6 separate regions of the Mus musculus genome follow, and all the other regions are linked to region 5. The links are chromatin contacts, called in public HiChIP or PLAC-seq, Micro-C and promoter capture Hi-C maps. All regions are on one chromosome and are shown on one strand. The core of a region is the stretch at or near the end of the contact, and the rest is flanking DNA. Distances in the headings are between cores, read along the strand shown. Region 1 has its middle 21 kb from the start of Ifitm6. Region 2 holds the start of Bnip3 (BCL2/adenovirus E1B interacting protein 3). Region 3 holds the start of B4galnt4 (beta-1,4-N-acetyl-galactosaminyl transferase 4). Region 4 holds the start of Sigirr (single immunoglobulin and toll-interleukin 1 receptor (TIR) domain). Region 5 holds the start of Utf1 (undifferentiated embryonic cell transcription factor 1). Region 6 holds the start of Ifitm3 (interferon induced transmembrane protein 3).

Region 1 (4,070 bases), core at 735-3,234, 1.1 Mb after region 5:
TCCACACCCTTCCTTGACTCTCTAGCCTCTTAACACTGCAGGGTCACCTACCCTAACCTCTCAATCTCGCAAGAGGGGAGAACTGTTCCCCAGGGTTAGAGGAACTCCTCACCTTCCCCACTCCAATGGGGTTCATGTCTCAAAGAGGAGGTATAGAGTCAGCAAGGAGGGAGACTGACATGATCTGAGAGTAAATCAGGATAGCTTATGTGTTTATTTAGAAAAAAAAAAACACACATTTTAAACTATCTATTTACATAGTAGCTTAATCACAGGTAATGTTGAAAGTAAACTTAATAATTCCAAGAAATATATGATCTTTCCACAAACTGTTTTTAACCCATTTTAGTGCTAATTTTCAACATCCATAATGAAAGAGTTCATCAACTTTATTACAGTATTTTTCTTAGACACAAAAGCAGTAAGTCCAGCAAGCACCTAAGCCCCTATTGTTCTCTAAGGTCCAGCAACTCCACCAGGTGCCCCTTTGACATTTCCTCTTGCACACTCTCAGTCTTTGCGGTCAGCCTATGTGGTCAGGAGGTGCCAGGCATGGAGTCTTGAGAAATAAACCCATAAGAGCAATTTTCAGTCCTCAGGGGGCCTGAGGCAGCCTTTGCACCAGGTAGCATGATAAGCATCGAGCTGTTTCCTAGTTGTGTTCCTTTGTGCCTCAGTCTTACAATATGGGCATGCTCTCCTCCTGAGCTCTGCAAAGGGAAGGTCCTGATCTCTTACTCTTTTTCCATTGTGCCACACCATCCTGACTCCTTCAGTGCCTGCTCCTGCATATGGCAGAGGGGATCAAGCCAGTCTAACTTCTCAGGATCTGCTTCTCATGGGGCAGACCAGACCTCGCCATTCATGCTGTAAGTCATGTGCCCAGGGAATCAATCATGGGCACTGCCCTATACTTACTAACTGTACTCCTGCCCTCAGCTGCCAAGGCCTCGGGCTCTGGGTCTGGGCCCATTGTTTTCCTCTCCCATTGTGTGCTTTCATCCTTGGGACCAGGTGTATCCAGGAGTTTCTGGCACCATCTTTCAGTTAGTCAATCTTTAACTTCTCTCTTCTGGGTGCAAACAGAGGGGCACAATAGGGGTTCCGAGTCATCACTCTGTGTGGCTCCACTGTGGCGGAGACTTCTTCCCAACAATGATTTGGTTTAGAGAGACTGCCGTTGTACACACTTACATTTTCTACCACAGCTCACACAAAATACCCCAAAGGAGAAAAGCGCAAGGAAACTCCCATAATGCATAGTGAGAATCGTCAAAGATGAAAGTCGAGGATGGTGGAGAACTGTGGTCTGTGATGTCCATGTGCTGGACCTTTGTCAAGTAGCAGTGGCCTCTGTGAGACCCATGCCACCTACCTCACAAACCAAGTGTGAATTTCTTGCATTAGGAGATCTCTTTAACTTCTTCCATATATGGATCCCCAACTTCTCCCTCACTGCACAGCCTCTTTACGAAGCCACTAAGGGAGCCCTGGAAGAGCCACTCTTGTCTCCCAAACCCTTCTTTGTTCCATAAACCTACTTAAGTCCGGTTTTTCACCTGCCTCTTCCATATCTACACAAGCCCTTCTGTCTTTACATACTAACCAAGGACAAACCTTTACTATACTCTGCCAATGGCAGGGGGCGGGGCGGGGGACGACGACACACAAATTGCTCTACAGCCTATATGTAGCAGCCAAACTTCTACACATGGTGACCGAAGGCTGGCCACCTTGCCTCTGGAACTTTGACTGCAACTGTACCACTTACCACTGAGACAAAGAAAATCTGGCTTCACGGCCCCGTCCTCGTTCTCAGTACAGACTTACTCAAAGCTCTCATCAGTCACCATGCTTTCTAAGGCATCCCTATCTAGGGTACGACTTCTCCATGCTTACTTATTAAATCCCAACCTTGTGCATTGTAACCTCCCCGCCTCAGCCTGAAACCTGGCTGCTCAGGTTTCACTGTTATCGGGAAGAGAGCATGTGGTGGAGCCTGCCGCCCTATCATTCTGCCACTCCCACTGCTGCTGCCTGCTGCCTAGCTGTTCCGGAGCCAAACACGTGGTCACCTGCAACTGGACTCGTAGGATGATTTGGCAGGAATGGGCCCCTTCCCCTTCTTCATAACCCAGTGTCTGGAATAGTAAAATCGAACCTTGATCAGACGGTTGTCTTGGTTCCATCTATCTCGCGCCGCCTAGCCCCCTCTTCTCTTCCAGATTCCAAGATGCCTTCCAGACTAGAACCCAGACACGTGGGCCGCTGGCCGGCCGCAACAGTACATGAACAGTGCATCATCCCTCATCCCCACAACACTCCTCCCTACGAACTCTACATCCTCAAATCTCCTTCAACATTGCTCATATCTTAGATTATCCCCTGCAAAAGGCCCCAGACTGGTAACTCCCTAGAACAAGCTCCTTACAGAGTATGATATGCTGTACTTCAAAGGGACCCACCCTCCCCCCTCCCCCCCTCCCCCCCTCCCCCCCCCACCCGCAAGCCTACAGACCAGAAGCCACATCCTCATACCCACACAACTTCCCAATAGCAGAACGAATTGTTCTTACGTGGGTTCTTGAAAGCACACTTGTTTCCAACCTTACAGCCAACATATACACTGACTCCCAATATATCTATAATATATAATACATTCTCTCCAATATCTTAATCTTGAAAGAAAGGAGTTTCCTAACCAGGAAGGGAACTTACCACAACCGAGAATCTCCTGAGAAACAAGACTCTGAGCACAAGGCTGTTCAGGTTCTGTGAAAGTCAATGAAGGGGTTAGCTAAACTGGTTGATGTTGGAACGACCCACTGTCAGCAGTACTCTTCCCTGAGCTAGAGATTCTGGACTGTCTAGAACCAAGAATGTGAGCTGGGCACTGGCTTGCTTACATTTGTTATTCTCTTCTACTGACTGTGGACATAATGTGACCAGATTGTTTCAAGCTCTGGGTGCCTTGACTTCCCCATTGTGAAGGACTGTAGCCTGGGACTGTGAACCAAGATGAACCCTTTTGTCCTTGAGTTGTTTCTGTCGGGATATTTTATCACAGACAAAATTTAGCGCTGGGTAGTAACTTTTTCTTCGCCATATGTCTTACTTAGGGTACTACTACAACGAAGAAACACCATGACCACAGCAATTCTTATAAACAAAGACATTTAACTGTGGCTGGTTCACAGCTCAGGGGTTTGGTCCATTATCACCTTGGCAGGAAGCATGGTGGCTTGCAGGCAGACATGGTGCTAGAGAGGTAGCTGAGAGTGCTAAATCTTGATCTTTGGCCAGCAGGAAAAGACTGTGTCACTAGGTCTGGCTTGAGCTTCTGAGCCCTCAAAGCCCACCCTCTAGTGACACAACTTCCTCCAACAAGGCCACACCTTTGTATAGAGCCACTGCCTATGAGCCTATGGAAGCCATTTTCTTTGAAACCACCACAAGGTAGAATTTGGGATTTTTTAAAGATTATTTTTATGTGTAGGACTATATTGATTGTCTATATGTCTGTGTACCTTGAGTGTGCCTGCTGCCCAGAAGTGGACATCAGATCCCCTGAAACTAGAGTTACAGACAGTTGTGAGCCTTCATATGGATTCTGGGTCCTCTGCAAGAGCAGCAAGTGCTCTTAACCACTGAGCCATCTCTTTGGCCCTTGATTTGGGGTCTTTCTTCTCTTTACTTTAAACAGGGTCTCATTTTGCAGCCCAAGCTAGCCTCTGACTCGCTATTATCCTTGCTCAACCTCCCAACTGCTAAGATGATCAGACTGAACTATAGCCCCGGCTGTCCTGCAACTCACTCTGTAGACCAGGCTGGCCTCGAACTCAGAAATCTGCCTGCCTCTGCCTCCTGAGTGCTGGGATTAAAGGCGTGCACCACCACACCTGGCTCTTTCTTCCTTCCTTCCTTCCTTCCTTCCTTCCTTCCTTCCTTCCTTCCTTCCTTCCTTCCTTTCTCTCTCTCTCTCTCTGTCTCTCTCTCTTTCTCTCTTTCTCTCTTTCTCTCTTTCTCTCTCTCTCTCTCTCTTTCTTTCTTTCTTTCTTTCTTTCTTTCTT
Region 2 (3,983 bases), core at 723-3,222, 1.0 Mb before region 5:
TTGATCTCTTAAGAGAAAAGACAAAAAAACTTCTCAATCAAAAAATTCCAACTGTTTGACGTTTGACATTAGGGAATAAAACCTGAATTACGAGATTTTTTTTTTAATGTGGCTGTAGTTTGAAAATACAGATTCTGTAATGTGTTAGGCTGATTAAATTCTGCCTACTAAAATCTCGTTTAGGGTAATAAATTCAGCTAACTCAGTGTCTCTGAATGCAAGCTTTTTAAAAACTCTTTTAACACAACACTGCTCTGAGTTACCCTATTCCAGTACTCCAGGACACAGAATCTCTGGACAGCATAGTCTACACAAGTTCTAGGACAGCCAGAGCTATACAGAGAAACCACGTCTTCACACTAAAGTGGGTACTGTGGCCCACACCTTTAATCCCAGCACTAGGGAGGTGGAGGCAGGCAGATCTCTGGGAGTTCACTGAGAGTGAGACCCTGCCTGGGGGGGGGGAGGGGAGTTGACACTAAAGCATTCATTTTAAAGGTTTGGAAAGCCTCTCTCTCACGTTTACTGACATGCGTTTTACCTGGTGAACTCTTGCTTCAGAGAGTACAAAGGTCAACAGGATCCTCCTCCAGTCTCAGGGCCTGAGACTCAACTCAGACTCAACTCAGGCCCACCAGGTAGCTCTCAGAAATGGACAATGGCACATAGCACCCAGGCTGGCCTTGCAAAACTAGCAGCTGTCTGCGCAGTGCTAACAGTCTGTAAAGGCTGATGCTGGGAGAGCCTTTCTGTTATTTGTGAGACAGGGTCTGGCTACAGAGCCCCGAACTAGCCTGGTACGACTGTGTAGTCCAGGCTAACCTGGAATTTGTCAAGACTCAACTTCACCCACCCCATGATGGGATTTTAGGTGTGTCACCACACCCAGCCTCACTTCCATTTTAACCTACAATCTACTTCACTGCTTGCAGTGAGCCTACTGAACTAAATTATAAGCACTTTACCCTCCTTTTGAGCTGTTGTAGCTCTCTTCCACACTACCTCCAGCCATACCCCCTCTCTGTTTTTCTCTTTGTAGACTTGGCTGTCCTGAAATTCACTCTGTAGACCAGGTTGGCCTCGAATTTACAGAAATCCCCCTGCCTCTGCCTCCTGATTGCTGGGATAAAAGGTTTGTGCCACCACTGTGCGGCTATCCCACCTCTTAACTCTAAAACCTGACAGAGGTCTGAAACCCTGTATCCTCCTCTTCCATCAGGAAGTGGCAACAAAGCAAGCCAGGGGTAAAGATTGGGGGAGAGGGGACACAGCGGCAAAGCCTGTTAATTCCAAATTCCAGCTACTCTAGAGGCTGAACCAGGAGGATCACAAGTTCAAGACCAGTATGTCTTAAAGCAATAAAATGAAAACTGGTAGTGTTGCTCGGGAAATGAGCACTTACCCAGCACGTTCAGATCTGGTTCTGTCCCCAGTACCAAGTAGGAAAAGTGAAAGGCACTACAGTCATAAATATTAATGACTTCAATCAAAGCACTGAAAATTCAACTGCAACCTCTAACTCACTTAAGCAACTCTGAACAAGGGGACGCCAAGGGCCTGAAATCTGAGCTACTCGGGAAGCTGAGGAAGGAGGATCGCAGAGTTCGAGGCTCCCCTGACCTACAGAGTCTGAAAATACAGAACTATGACAGTGTGAAGAACAGAGCAGGAAAGAAAGACCCGGCCTGCCTGTGAAGGTACTGTCTGTAAGATGCCCCGAGGCTCACCACCCAGCCCCGGCTGCACCGAACTGCATCGCGGCCTCCACTCACCGCACCCCAGCCCGCGACCCTACCGCCTCCGCGGCCCCTCTCGGCCCACTGCCTCACCCTGCAGGTTCTCCTCCCCGCTCTGCGACATGGTGGCTCGGCAAAGGAGCCCGAACCCAACTGCGACAGGCCTGGGAGGCGGTCACCGAGAGGTAGCAGGGGCAGCCTGCGCCGCTCAGTTCTGAGGCCAGGCGACACTGGACTGAGGGACAAGGGGCGGGGCGGGGCGGGACGCACGCGGCGGCGGAGCCCATTGGCTGGGGGGCGGGGCCTGCAGGTGGGGGAGGAACGCGGGGGAGCGTGTGGCACGTGCGGCGCGTGCGCCGGCATGGGCGGGGCCTGAGGCAGGAGTGCGCGGGAGGGCGGCTGTTTTTAAGGTCTAATGCAGAAGTGGACCGGGGGCTGTGCCTGAGGCTGGAGTAACTGGGACCTAGGCGGGTAGGGAAGAGTCTGGGGGCGGGGCTCGAGGTCTGAGCCTTGGGACTCCGAGGTGCGCGCATTGCAGAGGCCAAGAGGCGGGTCTTGAAGCCAGGCTGGAGGTGGGCAGACGTGGGCGGGCTCCGAGATAGGCGTGGCATGAGGACGTGCGGCCAGGTTTTTGGGCGTCTGGCCTTGGGTGCTGAGTTTGCCCCTCCTGCTCGCGGTTGACCCATAGTTCCCCAATCTCCTCCGGAACCTGCGAGCGCCAGCAATGGGAGCACACATGGTCTCGCTGTCTCTATGCACGCTTACAGATAGTTTTTTAGGTTGCATCTTTAAGAAAAATGCAGTCCGGGAGTGCTTATGTATAACTCTAGTCCCAGCCCTGGTTCGTGGCCAGGCTGGGCTGCACTGTATGAAGCTGTTTACAACAAAGCAAAACAAAAAATTTGCCAGTATTCTACTGCAGCATCAATGGCGAGTTGGGTAGTGCTGTGGTATGCTGCATGCGAGAAAGGACGGCATTTTTGGACAGGAACGGTTGGAGAGACCTTTGGAGGGCCAGTTTTGAGGATTCTGCATCCTCCCTGTAACCTACCCAGTAGCTTCTCTGTACTTGGAGGTTGGAATTCCCTCTTGATACAGTTCTGGGATAGAGAAGGGGCTTGTGAACCTCAAAAGAAGCTATCTTAGTAGCAGTGGGTCAGGTCACTAGAAGCAGCTTCATTTGGTGTTTTGTTTTTTCCCAGACAATGTCATAACCGAGGCTGGCTTTGAATTGGCTGTGTAGCAAAAGCTAACCTTGAATTTCCGATCCTACTGCTTTCGCCTCCTGAGAGCTGGGATTATAGCTATGCAGCCTTGATTTCCGTTTGTTTTGTTTGGAGTGCTAAGGTTATACGAGGGCCTTGCACATGCAAGTTCACTGCAGCTGAGCCATGTCACCAGACTGAATCTGATGTCTTTTTTTAGACAGATTCGCTTTGTAACCTACTCTGGTCTTAAACTTTTTTTCCTGCCCCAGCTTCCCAGTGGTTCCACCACTCTTAACTGAAAGCTTGCTTTCTTACAGTGCTCGGAGCTCTAGCCTAGGGCCTTCAGAACAATAAACAGATTCTCTGCTACAGACACCAAACCTTTGTCTCAACCCCCCAGGTGCTGGGATTACAGACATACTACCACACCTAGCAAGAAAAAAACAGCTGTGGTCCTGCTTGGTGACAGACTCTGTGTCCAGCAAGAAACAGCTGTGGTCCTGCTTGGTGATAGCCTCCGTGTCCAGCAAATCCAAGGGTTCAATCCCCAGCTTGCATAGATATGTGTGCCTGAATGACAAAGGGAAAGAGAAGGGTCTGGGAATTCTCTACACCAGTCTACTAAGAAAAGGAAAAACGAAAATGTGGATTTGAAGGGGTTAGGGATGTTATAAGTAGAAATTTATGTTTATCCTTTTTTTTTCTTTTTTTTTCTTTCTTTTTTTTTCTTTTTTTTTTTTTTAATGGTTTTTCAAGACAGAGTTTCTCTGTGCAGCCCTGGCTGTCCTGGAACTCACTCTGTAGACCACGCTGGCCTCGAACTCAGAAATCTGCCTCTGCCTCCCAAATGCTGGGATTAAAAGCGTGCACCACCACTGCCCGGCCCTTTTTTATTTTCTATGTATGTATGTATGTGTGTGTGTATGTGTGTGTATATGAGGCTATTTATTTATTACAGGGTCTCTCTAGGTCTCATGGAACTCACCATGTAAGCCAGGCTGGCATCGAGCTCTCAGAAAATCAGCCTGCGTCTGCCCCC
Region 3 (3,612 bases), core at 568-3,067, 1.1 Mb after region 5:
TGTTAGCAAGGGGAACCGCTGTCTAGCTGATCACGGTTTGCTGACTCCTCAGTTGTTCTGCCTTACCCTACTTGCTTTACCGACTCTAGATGAAGAGAGGAGAGTCTTGGGCTTGGGTCGCCTACAGGGCCCTGAACTCTTCCCTGCTAGTGCACTTCTCTGCCCAAACGCTTTGCTTGCTTCCCAACATTTGCTTTCTTAAACAAAACAAAACAAAACAAAACAAAACAAAACAAAACAAAAAATGCTATTTGTCGGGCAGTGGTGGCTCATGCCTTTAATCCCAGCACTTGGGAGGCAGAGGCAGGTGGATTTCTGAGTTCAAGGCCAGCCTGGTCTACAGAGTGAGTTCCAGGACCGCCAGGGCTACACAGAGAAACCCTGCCTCAAAAACCAAAACCAAACCAAAACAAAACAAAACAAAAACAAATCAGAACAACAACAAACATTATTTGTTTTCTGCCTCTGTCCAGTAAACATAAGACAGCAGAGACCCTCTCTTTTCTTCTTCTTGTTCTTCTCTATTGCTCCCTCAAGTCTTCCTGTTGTAAAGATGTCTTTTAGCTGGATGACTAGGAAGATGAAAAAGTAGCTACAACAAGCTGGTGTGTGCTGAGACAATGTTCAGGATATAAACAAGTGCAGGCATCAGAAACAAAGTCAGGACAGGAAACCAGCTGATGAGAACAGCAGCTGATGCCTGGAAGAAAGTTAAAACAAAACAAAACAAAACAAAAAAACCCGACAGAAACAATTAAAAAGTTTTTTTTTTAAAGAAAGAAATGTGGCCAATTTGATTTTATGTCCCAAGGATACATAGTGATGGTGGGGTAATGTTAAAAACAAAGGCAAGCCAGGTGTGGTGACACATGCCTTGAATCCCAGCACTCAGGAGGCAGAGGCAAGCAGCGGTCTAAGAGCTCCAGGCCAACTAAGGCTACACAGTGAGACACTGTCTCAAAACAACACAAACTAAACAAAACCAGCAAAGCCACCTTGCAAACAGCACAGTGGTGCATGTGGTATGGGAAGGCTCCCTTGCCTACTGAGCTGGAGGCCACCCCTTAGAACAGACACTGGAAGTTGCCCAGTCATCTCCACTGGGGCACACCCACCCAGGGTGCGAAGGTCTCTAAGAGATTCCATCTCCTTCCAATGGCTTCTTTCTACTTAAGGCCATGGCATCACGGAGGAAGGGAGACTATTTAAATGTCCAGTCCCCATTCCTAACCCACGAGCTCTGCAGGCTCACAGCAGCTTCTGCTACACCAACTGAAGTACCCTGGTCATTAGGCTGGAACCTCAAAGAGAAGCGGCTGGTGGTAAGGTGGGAGAGAGGTGGTAGTCAGGAGGGCTGGGATGCACCAGCTAGAAAGCGAATGGAGTGCACAACTGAAGCTATCTGGATAGAACCACCCTCCACCCACCTGTCCTTCCTTACAGCTAGCCGAGAACATCCCAGCCTCGTTTTAGTCCGACTGAGAGGAAGGCTGAGCTCCTTCTCTGCGTGCTCATTATTCCCAGCGTTTTCCCAGACACGCAGCCGGATTCCCGCAGCACCCCTCGTCCCTGCCATGGCCTCCACAGTAACAACGACCTCTTACATCCCTCTCCCCGACGTCCCTGGTGTCCCTCACCGCAGATTCGGTCCCCACAACCCCCGCATCCCCGGGCGCGCGGCCGGCGAACACCAGGTGAATGCGCGCGTCGTGTGGATCATTGGCACACCCTAACGCGCCACCCCGCCTCCGAGCATCACGGATTGGTTGTACGCGGGCTGGCCGCGGCCGATTGGCTCGGGCACCGCGACCATCGGTCCCGTTTCACGCTGGGTAGCACCGCAGCGTGGATGCTGCTCGGTCCCGCGGCGTCCAGAGGAGCGTGAGCAGCCGGGAGGGGCGGGCGGGGGAGCGCCTCAAGGAGCCGCTCCCGCCGCCCACCCCGACCGCGGCCTGAGCAGCCCGGGAGTAGTGGCCGAATCCCGTAGTCCCCGCAGCGGACAAAGGACCATGCGGTGCTGCAGGCGCTAAGCGCAGCAGGGTGGGCCGGGGGATGTGGGGCGGGGCAGGCGGGGCCGGGGGGCCGCAGCGACGCCCCTGATTGTGGCGCCGCGATGCCGTGGTTCCCGGTGAAGAAGGTCCGCAAGCAGATGAAGCTGCTGCTGCTGTTGCTGCTGCTCACCTGCGCCGCGTGGCTCACGTATGTGCACCGGAGCCTGGTGCGCCCGGGCCGCGCGCTACGCCAGCGGCTGGGCTACGGGCGAGGTACGCGATGGCGCGTAGCGAGAGGGCCCGGACCTCCCAAGGCCTGGGGGTCTGACTGCCCAGAGCCCCTGCTGTCCTGCTCCTCCCAGCTCAGCTATATTGGGGGAGGGGTCGCGGTTCTGTTCGGCGGGACGCCCAGTGACGTCAGCAGTAACGCCAGGGACCCTCGGGGCTCATCCCTACCTTTTCCGACCCTGGAATCTGGCTTAGATCCGGTGGTGATGGAGTTAACGGTGGGCCCTTGGGGGAACCGGTGCCCTCAGCTAAGAGGCTTGTCAGGCCATTGCCTACTTAGCAGGGCCTCGGTTTCCTCATCTTCTGGAAGGTGGGGAGGTAAGGGTGGTGTTGAGGGATCCAGCTGCCTAGAGTGGCCAGAGCAGCTGGAAACCCTGGGTACACCTGTGAGTGAACTGAGATGTCTGTGTGCTAGGGACCAATGCTAACTTGAGTAAATGCTTGCTGTAGTTTGCACGTTTAAGAGTGGTCAGAGGATGTACAAAGCAACTTAGGCCTGTGGGTAAGAATCCGGGGAGAACCTCTGGAGTTGGTGGCCATTGGACCCACACCTTGGGGGAAAACTCTCCAGAGCAGGGTGAACATCAATGACAGCTAGGTAGAGAAAGACCAGGGAATGAGCCTGGAGAAGCCTAACCAAGCCACGTAGAGCTCAGCCCCATCTTTGTGAGGGAAGCTGGTGAGCTGAGGAGGGGAGCAAGTATCTCTCCTCTCAAAGTCTCAGAGCAGTGACACTGGCTCACTATGTTCTGGTCCAGTCCACCTGATGGATCCAGAACTCCCTTTTCAGCCCTGCACCTGTCTCCTGCCTGCAGAGGCCCTCTGCCTCTTCTTATGCCTGGACAACTGTTTCCAGACATCTTCCAGCAGATCCTGGGCCAAGGATCTGAGACAGATCCCAGCCCTCAAGAAAGTCTATGGGTCATCCCAAACCATGTACCTTATTAGCTGTGACGTCTTCAAGATATCCTGCCACAGCTCTATCCCGAAGAGATAAGTCTGGACTCAGAGCTGACCCAGTACCCAATAAAGCCAGCTCCCACCAGCTGCCCTTGTGGGTTCAGCTGACTTCCTGAGCAATTTGTTTCTGTCTGAGACCAACCAGGAAGGAATGAAGACAGGGAACCCCACTGTTGAAGATTGATCACGAGGGCAGCTGGCTCTGACTCCTCCTAGGTGGGTAGGATCTATTCTGGATCCTGGAAGATCAGTCCTGCCCAATGGCACTGCTAGAAGCAGCCTGGGCGGCACAGATGGGGCCCCAGCCACACACTCTCTTCTCTGGGCTGAAGGCCATCTCCTGTCTGGCCACCTGGGACCCACCAGGCACCAC
Region 4 (3,676 bases), core at 597-3,096, 1.2 Mb after region 5:
AACATCCCATGCACAGTAACTGGCTGTGTTTCCCATGTTGTGAATCAAGAAATTAATGTCATCCTCACAGAATCTTGGGTCAATACTGTTCTCCTTTCCTGTCTGCTAACATCTACCACCCTCTATCCCAGCAGGTTCTCAATCCGTGGGGTCAGGATTGTAATTTTTTTTTTAGATTTATTTATTATTATACATAAGTACACTGTAGCTGCCTTCAGACACACCAGAAGAGGGCATCAGATCTCATTACAGATGGTTGTGAGCCACCATTTGGCTGCTGGGATTTGAACTCAGGACCTTCAGAAGAGCAACCTGCTGAGCCATCCCACCAGCCCAGTATTGTAACTTTACTACTGTTATGAATTGTAAATTCATAACAATGAATTTGTATCAAAATCAAATTTTGTAGCAAAATTGCAGTTATGAAGCAGCAATGAAAATAATCTTATGAAGCCTGGCTGTGGTGGCCCAAGCCTTTAATCCCAGCACTTGGGAGGCAGAGGCAGGCGGATTTCTGAGTTCAAGGCCAGCCTGGTCTACAAAGTGAGTTCCAGGACAGCCAGGGATACACAGAGAAATCCTGTCTCGAACCCCCCCCCCAAAAAAAAGAAAAAAAAATAACCTTATGGTTGGGGGTCACCACAACATGGGGAATTGTATTAAAGATTAAAGAGTTGCAGCTTCATAACAGTAGCAAAATTAGTTATGAAGTAGCAACAAAAATAACTTTATGGTTGGGAGTCACCACAACAAGAACTGTATTAAAGGAAGGTTGAGAACCACTGTTCTATCCCATACCCCAGCCTCAGGCCACTCTTGCATAAAAACTCAGATGGCCTCAGATATTTGCCTCTGCAGTCTTTTGAAGGCACTCCAGGGCCTCAGAATTTAAATCCCAGCCTAGACCCTCGGATCACTCAGCATTGCCTCCGTATTTTGAGGTTCCTGGAAGGCCCAGGTCCTGGAGGCACAGTCCTTGAGCTATAGGGGCATCCTGTGCTATCAGATGAGTGAGTGTTCTGGAGCTTCGGAGCTCGAAGCCCCAGGCCCGCTCCCCACTTGTGGATCCGGTTTTTTGCTGCTCAGCATCTCGACACCTGGGTGCTGCTCAGCGCTACTCTTGCGCCGCCCCTGTTTCTGGTGTGTGTTGGATCCCCACATATCTTTCTTTAAAGAAAGGAGTGTGCATAAAAGGCCTCGAGGAGACCAATTCCCCGAGTTCATCCAGCTCCTACTTCTTGCCCTTGGTCTTCTGCGGGTGGCGCACGACCTGTTTCCCGGAACTCAACAGGTGAGGCAAGCCGACCTATCAGGCACGCGTGCAGAAGATGGGGACGCGCACGGAGAGCGGAAGCGCGCCGACAGCTAGTCTGGGCGCGCACCGAACGCTGGCGCTCACAGGAGGCGAAGGCTCTGCTAGGGTCCCCGCGAGCCCGGGTCCCTGCCAGCCTCTCACTCTGCTCAGGTGTCCTAGACTTGCTTAGGTTTGAGATACGTTTGTTGGGAGCGAAGGCGAGGTATTACGACCCCTCGCCCGCCTCTACAGGCTTGCACTTAAATCAAGAGGAAGCTATTGACCATGTTGGGCAGAATGAAAAGAGCAAGGCCAGAGAAGGGGACTGGACGCAGTGCTCTCGAGCTTCCGGGCTGAGCGGGAAACCCGTCTGGTTCAGAGCTACTTCCTGCGGGACCATGGCCCCAAGGCTCCTCGGAGCAAAGTGCTCCCAGGTCCTCAACCCTAAAACTGGAGCGGCTCCAGGAACCAGGACCTCTACTCACCTCCGCGTGTCTGAGTCACGACTGCCACCCACCTGAGACTCGCGCGGAAGCTGACAGTTTACCTGTCCGAGGTGCGCAGCGGCGACAGACCCAGCGGCAGGTGCAGCCCCGCCCCGCAGGCAGGGCTAGGGCGGACCTAGTGTCCCGCTTTAAGCCTGAGGCTAGTGCTGGTGAGTGTAGGAAGTTCCGTCCCGGGATCTTCAAACTTCCCGGCTTAGGGGCAGGGTTTGGTTTGACCAAAGGAGCCCAACCAGCGCAACCCGCAAAGGGCCACCCTGCTGACTGTCATGGTGTTTTGCCTCTCCAGCCCAAACTCTTCCTTTTCCTCCAGAAAGTCTTTCTTGATTCACATCCCACTCATAACTGACCCCGTGTCTTCTCTTGCCACTCAAAACCCCAGATATTTGGAAGAACCTTCTTCCATAAGGTGCCCCGCGCTTAGACAAAGAGGCAAAGCCGGGCGGTGGTGACGCATGCCTTTAATCCCAGCACTCGGGAGGCAGAGGCAGGCGGATTTCTGAGTTCGAGGCCAGCCTGGTCTACAAAGTGAATTCCAGGACAGCCAGGGCTATAGAGAGAAACCCTGTCTTGAAAAACCAACCAACCAACCAAACAAAAACCAAAGACAATGAGGCAAACCAAAGAAGAGCCAGGTGGCCCCAGGCTGCCATAATTCATCCCATCTCAATCTAGCCCAGGGAAGAAATAATCTCTAGAAACTGGATCTACATCATGAGGCTCAGAAATCAATACACACAGGTTTATTTTGCTTGTAAAAAGTTTTGCCGCTGTACGGATCCAGGTTAACTGGGAGGGAGGGGATCCAGAAGTTACTCTCTAGGCTTCCCACAAAGCAGGAGGCCACAGAGCAGGATCTGAGGCCCAGAAGCCAGGAGGTCCATGGCTTCCCACAAAGCAGGAGGCCACAGAGCAGGATCTGAGGCCCAGAAGCCAGGAGGTCCATGGCATTTAGGCTAATTTTACTGCATGGGGGTTTTATGAGCAACCTGCAGTTCTATAGGTACTAGGGTCATTCAAGAGTCTCAAGTCAGGTCTGTACCAATCTGAACCGTAGGAAAGTTGAAGCAAACCCCACAGGCACATCTGTGCCGTTCATAAATACCCTAAATATACATGGATTTCAATGATCCCTACATATACAAGTCTCCCGTGGTTAACATATACACATGGGCTTCGTAGGATGCCCATATACACCTACATATAGTCTAGGCCCTCCTTTGATCTTCATGTATTAACATATATGTAGACCATCCAGGATCCTACATATACATGGGCCATTTTACAGCCTCCCTCAACACATACATACACATTGTTATGGATAGGGGCAAGCTGTAGAGGTGGGGACTTATTCCTAGTCCAGGCTCCTGGAAAGTGGCATTTCTCCACCTGCCCCAGGTCGTCTATACATCCGTGCTCCTGGAACTGAAGCTGCAGGAAGGATAGGGTTGGTATGGGTCGGAGGCCAGGCCTGTCCCCAGGCAGAGACCTGCTCCAGCCAGGTGAGCCTCTACATCCCTACCGCATTCTATGGCGAATTCTGTCATACTTCTCCTGCAGAACCTCATTCTTCACTTTCTGGGGCACATCAGGCACAAACCACGCAGCAATGAGTTTGATGCACAGGGCAAAATGCTGCAGGCAATAGGGAGCGTGGCCCAGCAAGGTCAGTGGCTAGGAAGAATCTTTAGGATTTGGGGGCTAGGAAAGAGGAATAAGAGGAATAAGCCCTCTCCTCAGGCTCACTCACAATTTACCCACCTCAAAGAGGATAACAAAGGTCAGTCGGATGGCCAAAATGAACCAGAACTGCTCAGACAAGTTGTAGTCATGCTCATTTCGGTAGTCCCGGTACCTGGAGTAGGGAAATACCCAGGTC
Region 5 (3,840 bases), core at 438-2,937:
TACCTGAGGGAAGCCTCCAGCACAGATGGAGTTTAACTACCCTAAGACCACTAGACTGAAAGTAAGCTCGAGATGACCACACGGTGTGTTGAATGGACAAAAAGGTCCCACCATCGCCAGCTGCCTGTCCCCAGAGCCACCAGATCCCATCACATGGGGGGCTTGAACCAGGTGATAAACACCTTGAAAACAACAGGCTGTAACTCAGAATACTGTCCCCAGGAAGCTAGGCTTGGAATGGCAAGTAGAGATGACCTGGCCTACCCCAGTCATGAGGAACACAGCCAGTGGTCCTTGGTCTTTGTTCAAGCCCCTAGTCACAAATCACTAAAGAAACAGCCGCTAATCTTTGCGCTACATTGTTGTCTTCGGTCCCACAGCAGGAGACCACCACAGTCCCAGAAGCAAGATGGCAGACTGGTACTCCTTTTGACTTCACTGATCTCTGTAAAACTAGGGCTACTAGGGACTTACTTGCCATCTTTTTAGGATGTTCCTTTTTCTTGTCTTGACTACATTGGCCAAGAATTCTACACTCAGACGAACTTTGAATATCGTTTTCTTAGTCTTAATCTTGAGGGGAAGAGTTGATACTTTGTCACCCTTTGTTAATAGATAGAAAGATTCCTTTTTGTAGTGTGTGTGAACTAAGATTCCAATTTAGCAGCCGCTGATCGCTATCAAATCTAGCACCCAAATGGCCTCCCTAGCTAGATGAGTCAACTAGATACAACATGTATCCATCCATCTTCCAAAGCCCCCAGCCAGAGCAGAATGGAGAGGATGGGTCTACAATTTGCATAGATAAACAACACATTCTGGTGCACTAGCCATACAAGGTGCCAGAGTTTTGTGTTTCTGGAGCTTTTCACAGGCTGTTTATGAGTAGTAACTAATGGGCGAAGCACAAATATAAAAACAAAAACAAACGAGCTGACTCCTCCCATCTGCCCTCTTCACTCGATCTTATTACATTGTACCTTGATTAAATGCTTTTTAAAAATGATTTATTTGGGCCTGGAAAGATGGCTCAGCAGGTAAGAGAGTGCTCTCACCGAAGGTCCTGAGTTCAAATCCCAGCAACCACATGGTGGCTCACAACCACCCGTAATGAGATTTGACGCCCTCTTCTGGTGTGTTTGAAGTCAGCTACAGTGTACTTAGGTATAATAACAAATAAGCCTTATTTTAAAAAGATGTATGTATGTATGTATGTATGTACTTAATATGAGTACATCGCTGTCTTTTGACACACCAGAAGAGGGCATCAGATCCTATTACAGATGGTTGTGAAACACCAGGTGGTTGCTGGGAATTGAACTTAGGACCTCTGGAAGAGCAGTCAGTGCTCTTAACCACTGAGCCATCTCTCTAGCCCTAAATGGTTTTTTGGGTTTTTTTTTTTAGTAAAAAAATTTTTACACGTTCTGTTTTGTGTAGCAGGGCAAAAAAACTCCGTTCTCAGGTCCTGGGTCCCTAAGGAAAGGACTAGAAAGGGGATGGGCTAGAATAAGCAAGGCACAGGCCAAGAGGAACTAGGTAGGCGAGGGGGCGGGGCGGCTAGACGATGGGAGGGTCGCAACGACCAGGTTCAGACGCAGAGGGCGGTGCGGGGTCCTTAGAGCGTGTGTGGGCGGCTCTGGAGGAGCCCTCCTCTCTGGTGAGGCCACGCCTTGGAGTGCACGCACCTCTACCTGGCTCAGGGATGCTGCTTCGTCCCCGGAGGTTGCCCGCTTTTTCTCCGCCGTCGCCAGCTAGCCCCGACGCTGAGCTGCGGTCGGCCGGGGATGTCCCGGTGACTACGTCTGATGCCTTCGCTACTTCGGGCGGGATGGCTGAACCCGGCTCGCCCAAGGCTCCCGTGTCCCCGGACTCGGCGCAGCGCACGCCCTGGAGTGCCCGAGAGACGGAGCTACTTCTGGGCACGCTGCTGCAGCCGGCCATGTGGCGCTCACTACTGCTGGACCGCAGGCAGACTCTGCCTACTTACCGCCGCGTGTCCGCCGCACTGGCCCGTCAGCAAGTTCGGCGCACGCCCGCTCAGTGCCGCCGTCGCTACAAGTTCCTCAAGGACAAACTCCGAGACTCCCAGGGCCAGCCGTCCGGACCCTTCGATAACCAGATCCGCCAACTCATGGGGCTATTGGGGGACGATGGGCCGCCGAGGGTTCGCCGCCGCTCTACTGGCCCTGGACGTCCCCAGCGCCGCGGCCGCTCGTCCCTCTCCGCGTTAGCACCCGCACCTGCACCGGTGGAGCAAGGTAGGAGCAGCCATGTGGGCAAGAAGGGTCTGGGTCTCCTGGGGAGGGGCGGAGCCCTGAGTTGGGATTCCGTACGTTCCGCGCGTTTCTCTCGTAGAGGCCGAGCTGCCGCTGGCTGCGGAAAATGACGAACCTGCCCCTGCGCTCAGATTCAGTTCTTCCACGACGAAGTCTGCAGGTGCCCACCGCATTACCAGCTCTCCTCCTCTTACGAGCACCGACACTCTGCCTCCTGAGCCGGGCCATACCTTCGAATCCTCCCCGACGCCAACCCCCGACCACGACGTGGAGACCCCGAATGAGCCTCCTGGCCTTTCCCAGGGCCGTGCTTCTTCCCCGCAGGTTGCTCCCCAGTCGTTGAATACCGCGTTGCTGCAGACCTTGACGCACTTGGGCGACATCTCAACAGTTCTGGGCCCTCTGCGCGACCAGCTGTCGACCCTGAACCAGCACGTGGAGCATCTACGAGGTTCCTTCGACCAAACCGTTTCTCTGGCGGTGGGGTTCATTCTGGGCAGTGCAGCCTCCGAGCGGGGCATCCTTGGGGACTTGCGCCAATAAAGCTTTGTTATCAGTCCTCTTCTCCAGAAACGACTCCCAGTCTACCCCGACCCCTGTTACTGTCCCCATCCCCATCTCAAACCTAGGTTCTTACCAAAATAAAGATTGTGTTTTCTACTTAATCCTGTGAATGAATTCGGACTCCAGGTCGCGGTAAGAATGGAACCCTAAGGGTAGAGGCTAAAAGACACAGCCCCTCGCCCCACAGTTGTGCATCTTTTCGGTGAAGATTTGGCGGAGTGGTACACAGTTGTTACCTGATGTTTGGGGCACCTGATGTGCGGAACCCCTCCACTGGTCAGCAGTGATTGAAACCCAGGGGCTGGCTGGATAAGGTACGTGGATGGCGGGTAGGCTAAGAAGTAGAAGGGCCTCTCTCAAGGCATTATGCTATTGAGTAAAGTAAAACATCCCTAAAGTTCTCGCCTATCCTGAGTAAAACTCAGTTTGAATACTCTGGGCCGTGTGAACCGGAATAGTCGGGGAGAACTTGGAAGACTTCCTCGGAGGTGTCAGATTTATAGAGAGAGGCTGGGGCCTGGGTATCAACCACTCCAACGGACTTAGCAAAGCCCAGCTGCCCAACTAGAACTTTCAAAGCTGAAATTCCAAGGTCCTCAGGGACTAGAGAGTCAGAGTGGGGGAGGGCTTAGGTGCAGGTAGAGGAAAGGAAGCTGCTGCCGGCACTTCACTAGCATAACAATGACGGCTCATCCTGAGGCTCCAATTTACAAATTCTGGGCCCATCCGGCCCTTACTGCTAACCCAAAGACTAAGTCTTGGCTAAGGGAAGTCCTGAGGAGTTTATCCAGATGGTCCCAAGGTCACAATTCCCCTTCTGAAGACTTGGAATGGACCTTCAGGTACTGACTTGTGGTGTGGACCTCCTGCCAGGTCCTGCGATCCCTTCTGTGAGAGACAAACTTGGAAAGGATCCCACTGTACAGGGAGAATAAGTTGCTAAAACCTTAGAGATGAGCCCACTCTGCAAATGCCTCCCCAGCAAACGCCTGGGAGC
Region 6 (3,743 bases), core at 45-2,544, 1.1 Mb after region 5:
GCCAAATACCATCCAGGACTTTGGCCAGCAAATGTCCACAACAGCAGGCCAGAGACTACTGCCAAATTGAGGATAACCTACATGTCCACCTCAGAGCAAGGAAGATAGAGGGGTGGGAGGAATAAAAGCAGTCATAGGATGGTGGTTATCAAGTGCACTTTATTGAATCCACTGTGGATAGATAAATGAGTGTTACACCTGCGTGTAGGGAGGGGCAAGGAGGGACGCAGCTGCGGAGGGTGAAGCACTTCAGGACCGGAAGTCGGAATCCTCTATTAAGTGTGAAGGTTTTGAGCGTTAAGAACAATGATGATGACACTAACAATGGTGATAACAACCATCAGGATGCTGAGGACCAAGGTGCTGATGTTCAGGCACTTAGCAGTGGAGGCGTAGGCCTGGGCTCCAGTCACATCACCCACCATCTTCCGATCCCTAGACTGGAGCAGAACAGATAGACACGGTCAGTGGCCCTGGAGCTGATAGGCAGATGCTCTGACAGTTTTCCTGACGTACTCCCTGTGGACTGCATCTCCCCATCTTAGGTCAGGAACATTTTACATCCTCTGATCATCCAGGAGGCCCTAGCACTTGTTGTTCACCCCACTGTAGGCTATTGTTCCCCATGAATCTCCTGAACATTTTCCACACAGGCTAGAATCCCAGTCTGTTGAGTGAAGGTGCTATAGGCATCTCTGCATTGGAAGAGTCTGACTCCAGAATCCCCAGGCAGCCTCACCCTGTGTCTGCCCCCAGAGAGCCTTTAAGCCTACACGTGTACACACACACACACACACACACACACACACACACCACAGAAGAATGAACACAAACTTATTTTAAACAAAGGACCCCACACTCATACCTCGGTGCCATCTGGGTAGATGGAGCTTCAGGTTCACACACACCTTTTTACACCATCACTCCCCCCATTCTAGCACACTCACCTTCACGGAGTAGGCATAGGCTATGAAGCCCAGGCAGCAGAAGTTCATGAAGAGTGTATTGAACAGGGACCAGACCACATGGTCAGGCACCGACACCTCTCTGGGCATGTTGATCACAGTAGTTCTGACAGAAGCCGATCCGTGCGGTGCCCCCATCTCAGCCACCTCATATTCTTCCTTGATTCTTTCGTAGTTTGGGGGCTGTCCTCCACTGGCAGCGGTGATGAAGGCTTGAGAAGTGTGGTTCATGGTGCGGAGCAAAGGCAGCACTGAAGGGCAAAGGATGGAGCGCGCTGCGGGTCTGCCCTTTCTGCGGCAGTTTCGGTTTCTCAGAAGTTTCCTTTTCCTGAATTTTGGCTTGATGAAACTGCTCTGGGTTCAGAGGGGCGGGGATCTAAAAAGCCTGCGGATCAAATTACTCCAGGGCAGGATGTCAGGAAGGATTGTGAATCAGGGGAACTTCCAGGCCAGGAGCCCAAGTCAGGACTTGTCCCAAGGCCCAAACCTCAGTGTTTAAGAGTGAGGGGTCCTGGAGTCAACCAAGCTCACGCTCACAGCTGCAGAACCTCACTGTTCCTTATCAAGGTCCCAGCCAGGCCCCAAAGAACCCTCTATTCTTTATTCAGCAATAAAGAGTGCCCAGAGAGCCTCTCACTATGAACGCCAGTTCTCCTGGCTTCATAGACAGGTGGGATGAACGGTACTTCTTGTGTTTTAAAGAGGAGAGAGAAGGAATATCTTCGGTGGCTATGCAGTCATATGTTGGGGGAGGGGGGGCCTCTGCAGGCCCACGCTGAAGCGTCCCTTCCCTTTGAGGGACCAGCCACACGGTGGTATCGCATAGAACAGAGTTTATTCTCTATTCATGGGGAGGGGGTTGAGAGGGTAGTAGAGACAGAGAAAGGCAGAGAGAGAGAGAGAGAACAGAGAAGTAGAGGCTGGCCATGAGCACTCGGAGGGAGTGGGGAATGAGGAGGGGGAAGCAGGTGCAGGAAGGTTAGAGAGTAAGGGGGGGAGCAGCCCCTTTTAGTGTGAGTCAGGCACACCCAGCTGTTGCCAGATAACTGTGGGGCAGAGCCTAGACAAAATGCTAACACGCCTCTGTGTCTCTCTCCTTGCAGAGCCCTAGTGCCCTAAGTGTGATCAACCACTGGACTTTGGTATTAGAACTAAATGATCTTCGGTCACTTGGCTCTGACCTCATGGTCCTGGGCTGGCCTGTTGGTGCTACAGCCACTCTTTTTCCCTCCTGCCCTAACAAAATTTATTAGTGCTAGTGGCATGGTCACCGAGAGGACCTTCGTCCTACCAGAGACGCTTTCTCAAACGCTTGGTGGGGTGAGGGCTGTGACCAGGAAAGCTACTCCTGATCATACTGAAGGACTCAGTGATAACAGGGACATCTGGCCTGGCTTCTCTTGTTAGGACTTGCATCCACTTTCTATCTTGGTGGCACTGGAAGGACCAGGCTACTACAGAGATCTCCTTCAAGGTGCCCTGCAGCACCCACCCTTCCTAGTGCCCTGAGTCTTGGGAGCTGGGGCTGCTCTAGTTTCTAGGTTCCACTCATTTCATTATCTTTCTTGAGTTCTTCACAGAGACATCAGCACCTCCTACAGACTCCCTTCTTTGCAGTCCTATTAGCTGGTGCTGGTTTAGTCAACATCTCTGAAAAAGTCTGCCTCTGGGAAGCTAGGTAGAGTGGTTTCCATGGGCGTACCTACCTCACAGAGGCCTCCTTCCAGGCCTCAGTCAGGCCTCAGGCCTCAGGGGTAGGGCTTTGGACTGGCCACAGGGACTCTGATTGGAGCCTGAAAGTGGTGGTTTCTGTTGGTTTCTGGTGTTATTTCTTTCTGTTCTGCGGATACCTCTCCAAGGCCTACTTCACACTGCTCTTCACACATCCTTCTGTTGCCTCTCAGCGGAGTGGGAGATAAAATAATATGAATGACACACACACACACACACACACACCCAGCCCTTAAGTGATAGCAAGCGTTATCCTGTGGTCACAACACACTCTGGTTTCAGGAATGATGGATCTTGGTATAACTTTTTTGTTGTTGTTGTTGTTGTTTTTGATTTTTCGAGACAGGGTTTCTCTGTGTATTCCTGGCTGCCCTGGAACTCACTCTGTTGACCAGGCTGGCCTCGAACTCAGAAATCTGCCTGCCTCTGCCTCCCAAGTGCTGGGATTAAAGGCATGCGCCACCACGCTCGGCTTGGTATATAACTTTTTAAATAGTGAACAATATTTAACTTCAGTCATAGCTCTGTTTACTATGGTCTCCCAACGTTCCTGAAGGCCAACACATTTGCTCCTGGATGTTCTCAGACCATCCTGAAAGTTAGTGGTCACCTCAAACTTTATGGCCACTTCTCTGCCTTTCTCAGTCACAGGGATCCTATTTCCCTGGTGGCCTTGATGAGCCTGAGGGCTTTGCATATCAAGGCCTTCACATGCACTCAATCCCCAGGCTCGTCTCCCCACCCACAGAGGTGGGGAGCTATACTCAGCCCTGCATGTATGACCACCCTAGTCAGTGTCTTCCTGTGGCCCCCAAGTGAGCTGGACAGAAGACCTCTTCCTGTCTGACTCGCTCCTTCCCATATGAAACATCAGGGGAAGTTGAGACTCAGTCTTTGGATTTTTCCATCTTCTTTGTTAAGTGCTAAGGGCAATCTCTGCCCCCAGGGATCATCAGAGGGACAGGGATTGACCAGCCCTGCTGTAAGAACAAGGGTCAGGGTCAGCCTTTGCTCCACCCAGGATGACCCACTTCTGCCCCTGATGCA

What was found. Promoter capture Hi-C pulls out the DNA fragments that hold promoters and counts their contacts. Hi-C and Micro-C count contacts between places; a contact is called where the count stands out from the background. HiChIP or PLAC-seq counts read pairs in DNA pulled down with a chosen protein or histone mark.
Region 1: a promoter capture Hi-C map of embryonic stem cells shows a contact between it and region 5. The contact joins the enhancer-like site here to the promoter of Utf1 in region 5. A contact is called at or near these places in 7 of 39 promoter capture datasets (cranial neural crest, embryonic stem cells, frontonasal cranial neural crest and 3 more) and 7 of 115 datasets of contacts at active chromatin or transcription factors (astrocytes and embryonic stem cells).
Region 2: a Micro-C map of embryonic stem cells shows a contact between it and region 5, with 4 times the contacts expected there. The contact joins the promoter of Bnip3 here to the promoter of Utf1 in region 5. A contact is called at or near these places in 2 of 484 Hi-C or Micro-C datasets (both in embryonic stem cells), 1 of 115 datasets of contacts at active chromatin or transcription factors (microglia) and 1 of 9 other capture datasets (macrophages).
Region 3: an H3K27ac HiChIP or PLAC-seq map of embryonic stem cells shows a contact between it and region 5, with 4 times the contacts expected there. The contact joins the promoter of B4galnt4 here to the promoter of Utf1 in region 5. A contact is called at or near these places in 3 of 39 promoter capture datasets (cranial neural crest, embryonic stem cells and hippocampal neurons), 1 of 484 Hi-C or Micro-C datasets (embryonic stem cells), 8 of 115 datasets of contacts at active chromatin or transcription factors (embryonic forebrain, embryonic midbrain, embryonic stem cells and 3 more) and 1 of 9 other capture datasets (embryonic stem cells).
Region 4: a contact with region 5 is called in an H3K4me3 HiChIP or PLAC-seq map of stem cell-derived neural progenitor cells, with 4 times the contacts expected there. The contact joins the promoter of Sigirr here to the promoter of Utf1 in region 5. A contact is called at or near these places in 6 of 39 promoter capture datasets (the 3T3-L1 cell line, cranial neural crest, embryonic stem cells and 2 more), 2 of 115 datasets of contacts at active chromatin or transcription factors (embryonic stem cells and stem cell-derived neural progenitor cells) and 1 of 9 other capture datasets (adipose tissue).
Region 6: a contact with region 5 is called in a promoter capture Hi-C map of hippocampal neurons, with 6 times the contacts expected there. The contact joins the promoter of Ifitm3 here to the promoter of Utf1 in region 5. A contact is called at or near these places in 8 of 39 promoter capture datasets (the C10 cell line, cranial neural crest, embryonic stem cells and 5 more), 1 of 484 Hi-C or Micro-C datasets (embryonic stem cells), 4 of 115 datasets of contacts at active chromatin or transcription factors (all in embryonic stem cells) and 2 of 9 other capture datasets (embryonic stem cells and pancreatic islet).

What each region holds. Positions count from the first base shown.
Region 1 is chr7:141,036,272-141,040,341 of GRCm38.p6, forward strand. No RefSeq gene overlaps it. Among named protein-coding and RNA genes, the nearest start is that of Ifitm6, 21 kb to the left of the region's middle. Within about 2 kb of position 1,985, at least 29 of the 459 cell types and tissues checked have an H3K27ac peak or open chromatin away from gene starts, as enhancers often do. A contact at or near this core is called in embryonic stem cells, where this site is marked.
Region 2 is chr7:138,907,534-138,911,516 of GRCm38.p6, forward strand. Bnip3 (BCL2/adenovirus E1B interacting protein 3) reads right to left here and starts at 1,973. Exons shown (of 6, transcript NM_009760.4): 1 at 1,830-1,973. The coding sequence starts at 1,860.
Region 3 is chr7:141,059,161-141,062,772 of GRCm38.p6, forward strand. B4galnt4 (beta-1,4-N-acetyl-galactosaminyl transferase 4) reads left to right here and starts at 1,818. Exons shown (of 20, transcript NM_177897.4): 1 at 1,818-2,264. The coding sequence starts at 2,114. Gm39114 (a long non-coding RNA gene) reads right to left here and starts at 1,879. Exons shown (of 2, transcript XR_881000.2): 1 at 1,638-1,879.
Region 4 is chr7:141,098,700-141,102,375 of GRCm38.p6, forward strand. Sigirr (single immunoglobulin and toll-interleukin 1 receptor (TIR) domain) reads right to left here and starts at 1,847. Exons shown (of 10, transcript NM_001355055.1): 1 at 1,780-1,847. It overlaps Ano9 (anoctamin 9), which reads right to left. Exons shown (of 24, transcript NM_178381.3): 22 at 3,559-3,652; 23 at 3,320-3,432; 24 at 2,520-3,228. The coding sequence ends at 3,201.
Region 5 is chr7:139,942,169-139,946,008 of GRCm38.p6, forward strand. Utf1 (undifferentiated embryonic cell transcription factor 1) reads left to right here and starts at 1,688. Exons shown (of 2, transcript NM_009482.2): 1 at 1,688-2,261; 2 at 2,359-2,944. The coding sequence starts at 1,706. The coding sequence ends at 2,822.
Region 6 is chr7:141,009,450-141,013,192 of GRCm38.p6, forward strand. It overlaps Ifitm3 (interferon induced transmembrane protein 3), which reads right to left and starts at 1,295. Exons shown (of 2, transcript NM_025378.2): 1 at 948-1,295; 2 at 141-440. The coding sequence starts at 1,196. The coding sequence ends at 276.